Regions from separate parts of the Mus musculus genome. Here region 1 is linked to region 2. A link is a contact called in public promoter capture Hi-C data. All regions are on one chromosome and are shown on one strand. The core of a region is the stretch at or near the end of the contact, and the rest is flanking DNA. Distances in the headings are between cores, read along the strand shown.

What was found. Promoter capture Hi-C pulls out the DNA fragments that hold promoters and counts their contacts.
Region 1: a contact with region 2 is called in a promoter capture Hi-C map of liver, with 3 times the contacts expected there. The contact joins the enhancer-like site here to the promoter of Osr2 in region 2. A contact is called at or near these places in 2 of 39 promoter capture datasets (liver and pre-B cells) and 2 of 115 datasets of contacts at active chromatin or transcription factors (kidney and stem cell-derived neural progenitor cells).

What each region holds. Positions count from the first base shown.
Region 1 is chr15:36,471,291-36,475,848 of GRCm38.p6, reverse strand. No RefSeq gene overlaps it. Among named protein-coding and RNA genes, the nearest start is that of Gm34316, 17 kb to the right of the region's middle. Within about 2 kb of position 3,153, at least 21 of the 459 cell types and tissues checked have an H3K27ac peak or open chromatin away from gene starts, as enhancers often do. A contact at or near this core is called in liver, where this site is marked.
Region 2 is chr15:35,294,145-35,298,693 of GRCm38.p6, reverse strand. Osr2 (odd-skipped related 2) reads right to left here and starts at 2,596. Exons shown (of 4, transcript NM_001368665.1): 1 at 2,227-2,596. Gm52178 (a long non-coding RNA gene) reads left to right here and starts at 2,660. Exons shown (of 3, transcript XR_003951500.1): 1 at 2,660-3,886.

The sequences.
Region 1 (4,558 bases), core at 1,904-4,403, 1.2 Mb before region 2:
GTTTCATCCATGTATAACATGCAGAAGAAGCTGTCTTTCCTATGACTTCTTTCTGTGTGACACCCCCATAGAAGCTTCCCAGAGCACCAAGTTCTCACCAGCAGCCTGTCTGCATGAATTCAGCATTGGTGCCATGGGAGAATTAGAACCTATGGGATCTGGACCATAGATGTGGATGGGTGGCCTTTAGTGGGCAAGGGTCATAGTTGTGCTGTGTCCCAAAGTGCATGTTACAGGCTTGTACAACCCCCGTGTGGGTCCTAGTGTGCTGGACAATCCTGTGTTAAGAAAACAGATTCTGCTACTGTGGGAGGCTAACCCTAACTCCATTTTACATTGAAAACATTTTATGTGTATAGCTGTTTTGCACATGTGTGTCAGTATACCATCTGTGTGCCTGGTGCCTGTGAAGGCCCGGAGAGCACACTGGGTTCCCTGGTACCAGAGAACAGATGGTCGTAAGCTGTCATGTCAGTGAACTGATCCGGAGCCCAGCCCCAGTGGAGCATCTTATGAACCGTAAGCAGCGGACATTGCTGAATAAGAAAGCTGGCGGGGCGCAAATCAGAGTGCTCTAGTTAAGAGGCGTCCTCCGTGGCCTCCGTCCTAGCTCCTGCCTCAGCTTCCCTCATTTATGGATTGTAACCTGCTAGAAGTAAACCGTCCCTACCCAGGTTGTCTTTGGTCCTGGTGTTTATCACAGCGGTAGAATGCTAACTAGGACTGCCTTCCTCTGTTGCCCAAGGCACAGGGATGGCCGCTGGCCTGGTGAGTTGGCCACATCCTTTGAAGTCAAGAACTGCAGTCTGGATTCCTCCTGACCACACTCATCCCGAGCTCAGCTGGAACAGTAGCAGAGCTGTTTGGGGGAATCCAACACTGGCCAATCAAATGCTGGGGAGATGGCACGGCGGTAAAATATTTGCCGAACAAGCTTGAGGACTAGAGTGTGGGTCCCTAGCAGGAGTCCTGCTTTCACCCCACATCCTCTGGAAATTGTGAGTGAGTGTAGAGTTCCTCTCTCGTGTGGGGTGGGGGAGGATAGGCTGCAGCTGAGCTGTGGGTCTTCACGGACTTTGTGCTGTTCGTTTCTGCTATGAGCATAATTCTCTTCATGTCATTTTCTGTCATCACAGGGTGGAAGACAGGAATCCCTTTTAGTATGAGTCAGCAAGAATAGAAGGTCTTTTTTCTGACTCCCCGGGGCCCGCCATGCTGACACTTTGCATTCGCCTCCTGTTCAGAGTGCAGCTGTGGGCTCCAGGCATCCTTGCCAGTGTGGAAGTGTCTGCTTCCTAACGAAGGACTTGAGTTAGCGAGTAAGGAAGTAGCATTGTAAACCATGGAAATCATGTCCATTGTCCTCGAATTCCGTGAGTCACTGGAGTGAAGCTGGACACACGGGCATTAACAACGTTGCCATAATCATGGAAGTTCAGAAATCCTGCACAGGGTGGGTGTGGGGTACAGGGAGGGCCTGAGCCACTGATCCCACCAAAGGAAAACAGCAGGAACAAAGAAATCTGATTCCTCCACTGCTCTCAGCACCTGCACTGTCCTCTTGTCTACCGATCTCGACCTCTGTGTGTGTGCTCATCTGGGTATTTTAAAATACAGATCTCTCATATCAGATACACTAAACTGTCTTGCTGTTGTGGTCTACGTTGATAGTCTTCACAACATTATGTCAAGCTGATAGCAAAAGAAGCCACAGATGCAGGAGTCTAGCGGCTCCCATTCATTTGTCCACAGGAGAGTCACTGCAAACCTAACATCCCGTCAATAAACAGTTTCTCTCAGCAATATTTCCACTCCTCAAAAGCACATCCATGCCACCTTCTCAGAGAGCATCCCAAGATGTGATGTGTCGGGTACTCAGCAGATGGCCCGTGTCAATCACAGGCAACACCTTCCACTGCACTGTCGTTCTTGTCAGAGCACTGTCTCTGCAGGTTCACTGCAGGCTGCAAACTTGATTTAATTTAGGAGATCAGTGATTACAGGAACCAGGCAAACATCTAAGCCCTGGAGGTCATGCAGTGACTTAGTTGATGGTGTTTAGCAGTGGTGGCATATCTCTTAAGTTAGAGGCCAGCCTCAGCTACAAAGTGAGTTTCACATAAATAATTAATGAGTAAACAAATAGGTAAATAAGTAAATGCTGTTCAGAAGCATCCCAGTGTAGTGACGCACCTGCCTGTAGACCTAGCACGCAGACTCTGAGACAAGAGACTCACACAGTCAAGGCTAACCCAATCTACGTGCTGAGACTCTGAGGTGACAAGACAGGAGCAATAGGCAGTGTTCGCCCTCCGCACATACATTATGCCACAGGTCCCCTCCAGGTATAAAACATTTCAGCAAATTTACATTTGTTTCTATTTACAGTATCTTTATGTGTGTTTAAAGCATTATAGCACATGGGCTGGTGAGATGGCACTCACCGTGGATGCCAGGACACCACAGTCTGATACCAGGAACCCACAGCTAATGGACATCGGGAAGATTAAAGGTGGATTAAACAACACCAGGTGTGGTGGCACACGCCTTTGATCCCAGCACTTAGGAGTCAGAGACAGGGCCAGCCTCGTCTACACAGTGAGTTCCAGGATAGCCAGGACTATATAGAGAGACCCTGTCTCAAAGGCAAAAATTAAATAAAAATAAATAAAAATGGTGGATGGAGAGAACCAACTCCACAGATTGACCTCTGACATACATACATGTGTTGTAGCATGTGTGCCCACACGCACACACACACACACACACACACACACACACACTAATAAAGTGTTCTGCAACACTATTTCTATAAAACAGTGGGTGTTTGCATGTCCGCAAGCCAGCGACTTGTCTGGAGATTTGGTAACAGTACCTAGGCAAAGTCTGCATCTCTGTTTTGAGCTGCAAACACTTTGGAAAGTGCTGCCTGAGGTTTTTCCTCCTATAATTTTTCTGACACAGCAGTTACTATCCCACATGACCAGGGATTAATTTCTAAATGTAAAAACTCTGGGTCAGAGGTGTATGAACTGTTTCACCAAAACTTTGGCCCTTAGAAAACAAAAATAAAGTTTGAAACAGTTTCTAGGTCACTGGTGCAGATTCTGGCAAAATATTGCAGGCTGGTTTGGAAAGTCGTGGTTAGCCCAGTTCCATTGGCACAAGCTGTGCTTTCAGGCTGTGAATCACCATGCCAGAAAGGGGAGAATTGAAGGAAGCCTAACCCTCTCCGCAGCCCAGAGCCCCTCCCACTCTCAGGGTACACTCTAGCCCAGAGCCCCTACCACTTTCAGGGTACACTCTAGCCCAGAGCCCCTCCCACCCTCAGGGTACACTCTAGCCCAGAGCCCCTCCCACTCTCAGGGTACACTCTAGCCCAGAGCCCCTCCCACTCTCAGGGTACACTCTAGCCCAGAGCCCCTCCCACTCTCAGGGTACACTCTAGCCCAGAGCCCCTCCCACTCTCAGGGTACACTCTAGCCCAGAGCCCCTCCCACTCTCAGGGTACACTCTAGCCCAGAGCCCCTCCCACTCTCAGGGTACACTCTAGCCCAGAGCCCCTCCCACTCTCAGGGTACACTCTAGCCCAGAGCCCCTCCCACTCTCAGGGTACACTCTAGCCTGGAGAAGCACCTTGCTTTAGCAGCAGGTGGGACTGTCTGCAGCTGTCACATCTGTACTTCATTTGTTTGAGCATCAGCTTGTATTCCTTATTTTCATGAACTCTGATTTTTGGATCAGCCAGTGGTTTTTGCTGTCAAACTCGTAGACTTGGTGCCAACAGTCCCAGCTCTCCAAATCTCTGATTTTATGTGAAGGGTAGAAATAATAGTGACCTCTGAGGTTTTTATAATTAAAAAAAAATTAATGACAACTTTGTTTCTTTGCTGATGGTGCGTCAGGCTCTTCAAAGGGTTGAAACTTGTTACCCCATGAAGAGAATGATTGTTAAAGAGTTAAGTGTGGGACTAGGAGATGGCTTAGTTCATAAAGTATGTGATGTACAAGCCGGAGGTCCTCAGTGTGGGGCTCAGCAGTACAGACTACAGTCGCAGTGCTCTTCAGAGAGATGGGAGCAACACGAGAGGAAACCCAGAAGCCTGGGGCGCAGCAGAGAGCAACAGAAGAGAGAGTGTGTCTCACAGAAGGGGAGACTGACTTTAAATCACAGAGCTGTCCCCACCCTGCCCCTGCTAGGCATGCACCACCGCCGCCAGCCCAGGAGTGGAACCAAAGAAACCGCAGAACCAAGCAGTAGAGCCCAGAGACTACCCAACAGTGGAGAAAACCATGCAGGCTCGTAGCCCCACACTAGGCTGTCCCAGGGTACATCGAACACGGGAGAACATCCTTTCATAACCATAGGAGCAGTGCCAGAGTGCCGTGGGGGGAAGTTTTGGTGGAGGTTGGCAAACATTAAGACACTAGTTGCCATGGTTGCTCCAGAGCTTGCCACAGCCTCCTTCCTTCCCCACCCCTCCCGCCCCCCATCCCCCACCTATACTCAGTGCTCACGCTCAGTGACTTGTCCAGCCGTTTTCTTGTTGTTGGGCCT
Region 2 (4,549 bases), core at 1,347-3,846:
AGTCAGAGCATTCAACCGAAACTGTAAACTCCCATTAGTAATAACTTTCCCACCACACAAATCACTATTCACTGCTGTTCAGCTGCAACACTGAACCCCTCTCCTATGGTGTGTGTGTGTGTGTGTGTGTGTGTGTGTGTGTGTAGGAAGATTCTACTAACATCACTGTTTACTCTTCAATTAAAAACAATAAATTTCATCTTTATTTCCGTCTCCGTAGGTAATAAGGATTTTCCAGAAAGTCAAACCATTTTCCCCCTAGTGTCGAAAGGCAGCCTCTCTCCTGCATGGAGAGGAAATCAAAATGATTATCTGGATTTATTCTCAGTCTAGATTTCTTAGAAATAAATGCAGGAGGCAATGCATGGTTCTCAGAATAGACGGAGGTGGCAGGATGGCTCTGTTGAACAACTATACAACAGAACAACTATAAAAATTGATGATTTCTGACTCCAAATGCTCCAAGTTAACTTTGCCATAAAGGTCACAATCTTAATTCTGTCTACAGAAATCCGAGTGCCACTCTTCTCTTCCCAATGATTTATACTGCAGAAAGGAGACTTATAATTTCTGTTACTCCCAAATTGCCACTTCATAGAAAGTTTGCTTTCTTTGCAAGGAAGAGTCATCTGGTTTGAGGAAGAGCAAGCCAGTCTGCCCTCTGATATCTCTTTACAAATAGAGTGCCCTTAAACACCTACCAAACATAAATAACCAGAGAGTTCAGATTCCCACGCCCCTGTTTAGTCTCTAGCAATGTAAGTCAAATCATCGCTCAAGTCAACCCATGGAACTAAGGTACTTTCGTTTTGTTGGGGCTGCGGACTTACTCCATCTCAGGCACTAACTATGGGCCCTCTGCTGTCATCTCTCCACTAGCATGTTTCGGACCACTGGTTACCTTTAATTTTGCGAGGAAAGTTAAACCATGAAAAGTCATAAACGGTTCAATGGAGAGAAAGCTACATTTCTTTCATCGGTTTTCAATGGAATTCTCAGGCATGTTAGACGATTTGTAAAATTTAATTTCGCTGGCTGTCAGCAAAGTACATATTAATTTCAGTTTGGTAAAACTTTAAAAACACTGGAGAGCACAGGGGTCCTGATTATTTGATAAAGACTCTCCAATCGTTGGTAATAGTGATGTTACATTGAATAATAATAATAATAATAATAATATCGTTCGGCGTTATCTGCTAGACCCTGTGTATGGGCTTCTGAGTAAAATGACAGATGGATGAATGGTTATGTTCGCTGATTTTCAGTTCAAACACAGCAGAACTGTGTAAAAGCCAGAGAGCTATAGTAGAAAGAGATCTACGATCATGGTGGGGGAGGAGAATTTGGTCAAGTGGGGGGGGGGCACGAAGTTTCTGCCCCTTCCCCGTGCCTCTGCCTTCCCGAAGAGTTAATTAAATTAAGGCGCCCTCCGCATAAACTGGGTTTGTCTCCGCTCCCTCCCTCTCCATTTCATTTTCTTGTTCTGTTCAAGACTGGAATTTGTGGAGCAGAGAAAGTTGCTGTCTGCACCCAGTTTCGCTTCGAAAGCAGTCAGAACTCTTTTGTTCTCTGCTCACAGGTGGGGAGACCGATCCAGCGTTGCTGCCTCCACAAACACCTTGTCCTGCCTCCTTCCTACAACCGCGACTCCATTCCGAGCTATTTCTCGACAACCCAAGCGTCTCAGCTCCTGAGAAGCTTGCCTGTTGGCCTCTGGGCGAAGACCGGAGCAGGAGGAAAAGCAAGAGGCCAGTACACGGTTGGAAAAAATAATCACCCATGACTGGACTATTCCCCTGTGAAATGCGCCTTCGGAGTCGCTGGCTTGATTGCACCGTGTGTCCCGGCCCTTCCGTGCTGAGTGCCGGAGCTGCAGTAGGAGGAAGCGTGGATCCCGCTTTCTAGAGCAGGGGAGCAATATCACGGGGTGATGGGATCTGGCCACAAAGTACGATGATCGGCCTTTATAAATCTTGCCGAATGCGTAAATCTACCAAAACCAAACTAAGGGACAGCGCACAAAAGTACAACTGAGTGTATTAGCTGGGAGTCGCGTGCAGGGACCGGAGGAGGCCAGAACACGAGGCCCGGGACTAGGGTCCGCACGGCTGCCTTTCATTTTCTGAACTTGTAGCGCTCCAGACTGAGAACCTGGGCGCCCCTTGAGCACCCACATCCCTCCCTTCCTTTGGAAGGCTACAGCCTGGCCCTGGAAAGGACACTCACCGCCAGAACCGATGTCTGCCTGGGCAGCGCGGTTCAGACTAGGTCCGGACAGCAGGACGCACAGCTTGGAAAGGTCATGAGGTCCAAACTGGGAGAACTTCTTTTTCGGCGCGTTGTCCCGGGAACCGAGAACATGATCTGGGGGAGCGAAAGCGACAGCGGTAATTGGTCTTCGGCAGTCCGTGGAAGCGGGATGTGTAAAGAGCGAGCGTGTTGGGATGAGTGCTCAGAGCTCGCCCAGATCCCGGTGCCTGGGCCAGTTTCTGACCGCGGACTGCGGGTAAAGTCGGAGCCCGCAGCCCTGCAGGGCCATCACCCTCCGGCTGCGAGCGCGCTGAGCTCCGTCCCAGCCCGCGTCCCGCCCCAGGCTGCCCCTGGCCCGGAGTCCAAGGCTTTAGTAGCGGCCCCGCCTCCCCTCGCGGCGGGCGTCCTGCAGAGGAGCAAGGCTGCAGCGCCCAGGCTCCGCCTCCAAGCCCGGCGCCCGCTAATGGTCCACTCTGTTTACTTGTGTTTGGATAGCAACTGAGTCTTAAAGGCGCAGGTTTGCTTGAGGTTTTCCCAGTTAACCCAGACACAGAGCCCAAGGTGACTCAATTCAAACCTCACACAAAGACAACGCCCATCCCCTCTTTTTGGATGACACTTTCCTCACACCGATAGAAGTCCGACTACTGGATCTTTGCTCCCCCAAGCCCGCAGAGAAGTCCAAAGGGCATTTCGTACTTTTACTCGGTTAGCTGTCGCGTCATTTTACACATCTTAACACTTTTAATATGATCATCTGCTTCAAAGGGCCAAAGCTATCAGTTTTAGATTTTGTTTTCCAGCATATACCGCCCTTCCTCCTATGTAAAACAGTTCTGCCCATACTTTTGGTCAATTGTGACTATGTGTGTAGTCTGGTTTCCTCCCTGTTTTCAAAACGAAGTTTGTTTATGAAGGTGACAATTGACTAATTTCATAATTAGTGCAGAGACATCTGGATGTTCCGGGAGAAATTTCTTTCAATATCTAAGCTTTAATCAGCTAATGTACATTTCATAAGCAGTTAACCAACTTAGGCAAAGGAGTGGGCATCTGCAATCCATTGGCAAACAATAACCTGCCCATCTGGAATGGGTGAAGAACAATCTTTTTTAAATTTTAGGAAAAAACTATTCCAGTGCCTCAAAACGTGCATTATCTTCATTCTCAGCAAAAATTGAGTTCATTGTTCAGCCGCCAGGAAAATTGATTGAATTTGACATGTACTGTTAGGTTTCTTAGTTCTCCTAAAGGTTTAGTTTTGTGAGCGTGTAAATGAGAGGGTATTACAGTCCCTCTGGAAAAGGATGTCAGGGAACGATAAGATCCACTTGAAGCAACTTCTTTTCAGACGCAACGCGCCGCCGGAACAGAACTAAGCAAACTGTCCCTCGTCCCAAACCACTTGAGGACACTTTAGCTGGTGCTTGCAGAACCATAGATCTTTTAAAGGAACTGTACAATTCAAACGTGTTTCACCAAAAGATGCTTTTCGGTCGCCCCCTCAAAGGACAATTACAATAACCTCAACTATGTGAGGAGATGGATAGGTGTAAGCAGAAAGCTACGAGCCGAGCCGAATCGTCAAAGACCAAGCAGGAAGGCAGGCAGACACTACGGAAACGATCCCATTAAGGTAAAAGCCTTTTGTTTTATTTTTGTCAAGGTGAATATTAATTTTCGTTTCTTTGGTAAAACGTAATTCAGGACTAGCAGGCCATCTTCACCAATTGTAGGTTCGCAAGGATTAGGAAGTGAGCCTGGGACAGAGACTGGAGTGTTCAGTATCCTGTAGTGCTTAACTACTTCAGAATAAATTTGATGGACGCAGGAGAACGCCTAGGAAGAGTTGGGGGTTTAAAAAACCGTTTCTCGAGTGAGTTCCATAGGGTGCTTTCATTTTAGCGCTTGGTCTTGAGCCTCAGCTCCCAGGATGCCTGCGGTTCCCTCTTTCCAACCACCTCATTCCTTCGAACAGCCTTTCTCAATTTAGAGAACTGGAGGGAACTTTCTTTACATTCAGACCCCCCCAGGACATACACGCACCGTTGGTGACCTGAGCTTTGAGCCAGTGCTTTCTAGTTCCCTTGCACTAAAGTGGAGGCAACTTCTGCATCAGCAGGCTTCGCACCTTTGGGCCCGTGTGTATTGAGTACTGAATCTCTCGCTTTTCAAAACCGTGGAATTTCTAACCCCCCTTTCCGAAAGCTCCCTGAGCCAGCCTGTTGCTGTAAACACGTTTACCTCGCGCTTCTCAGCCTGGGAAGAACTCTAGCCCAACCCAGCCCGAGCTCCGCCG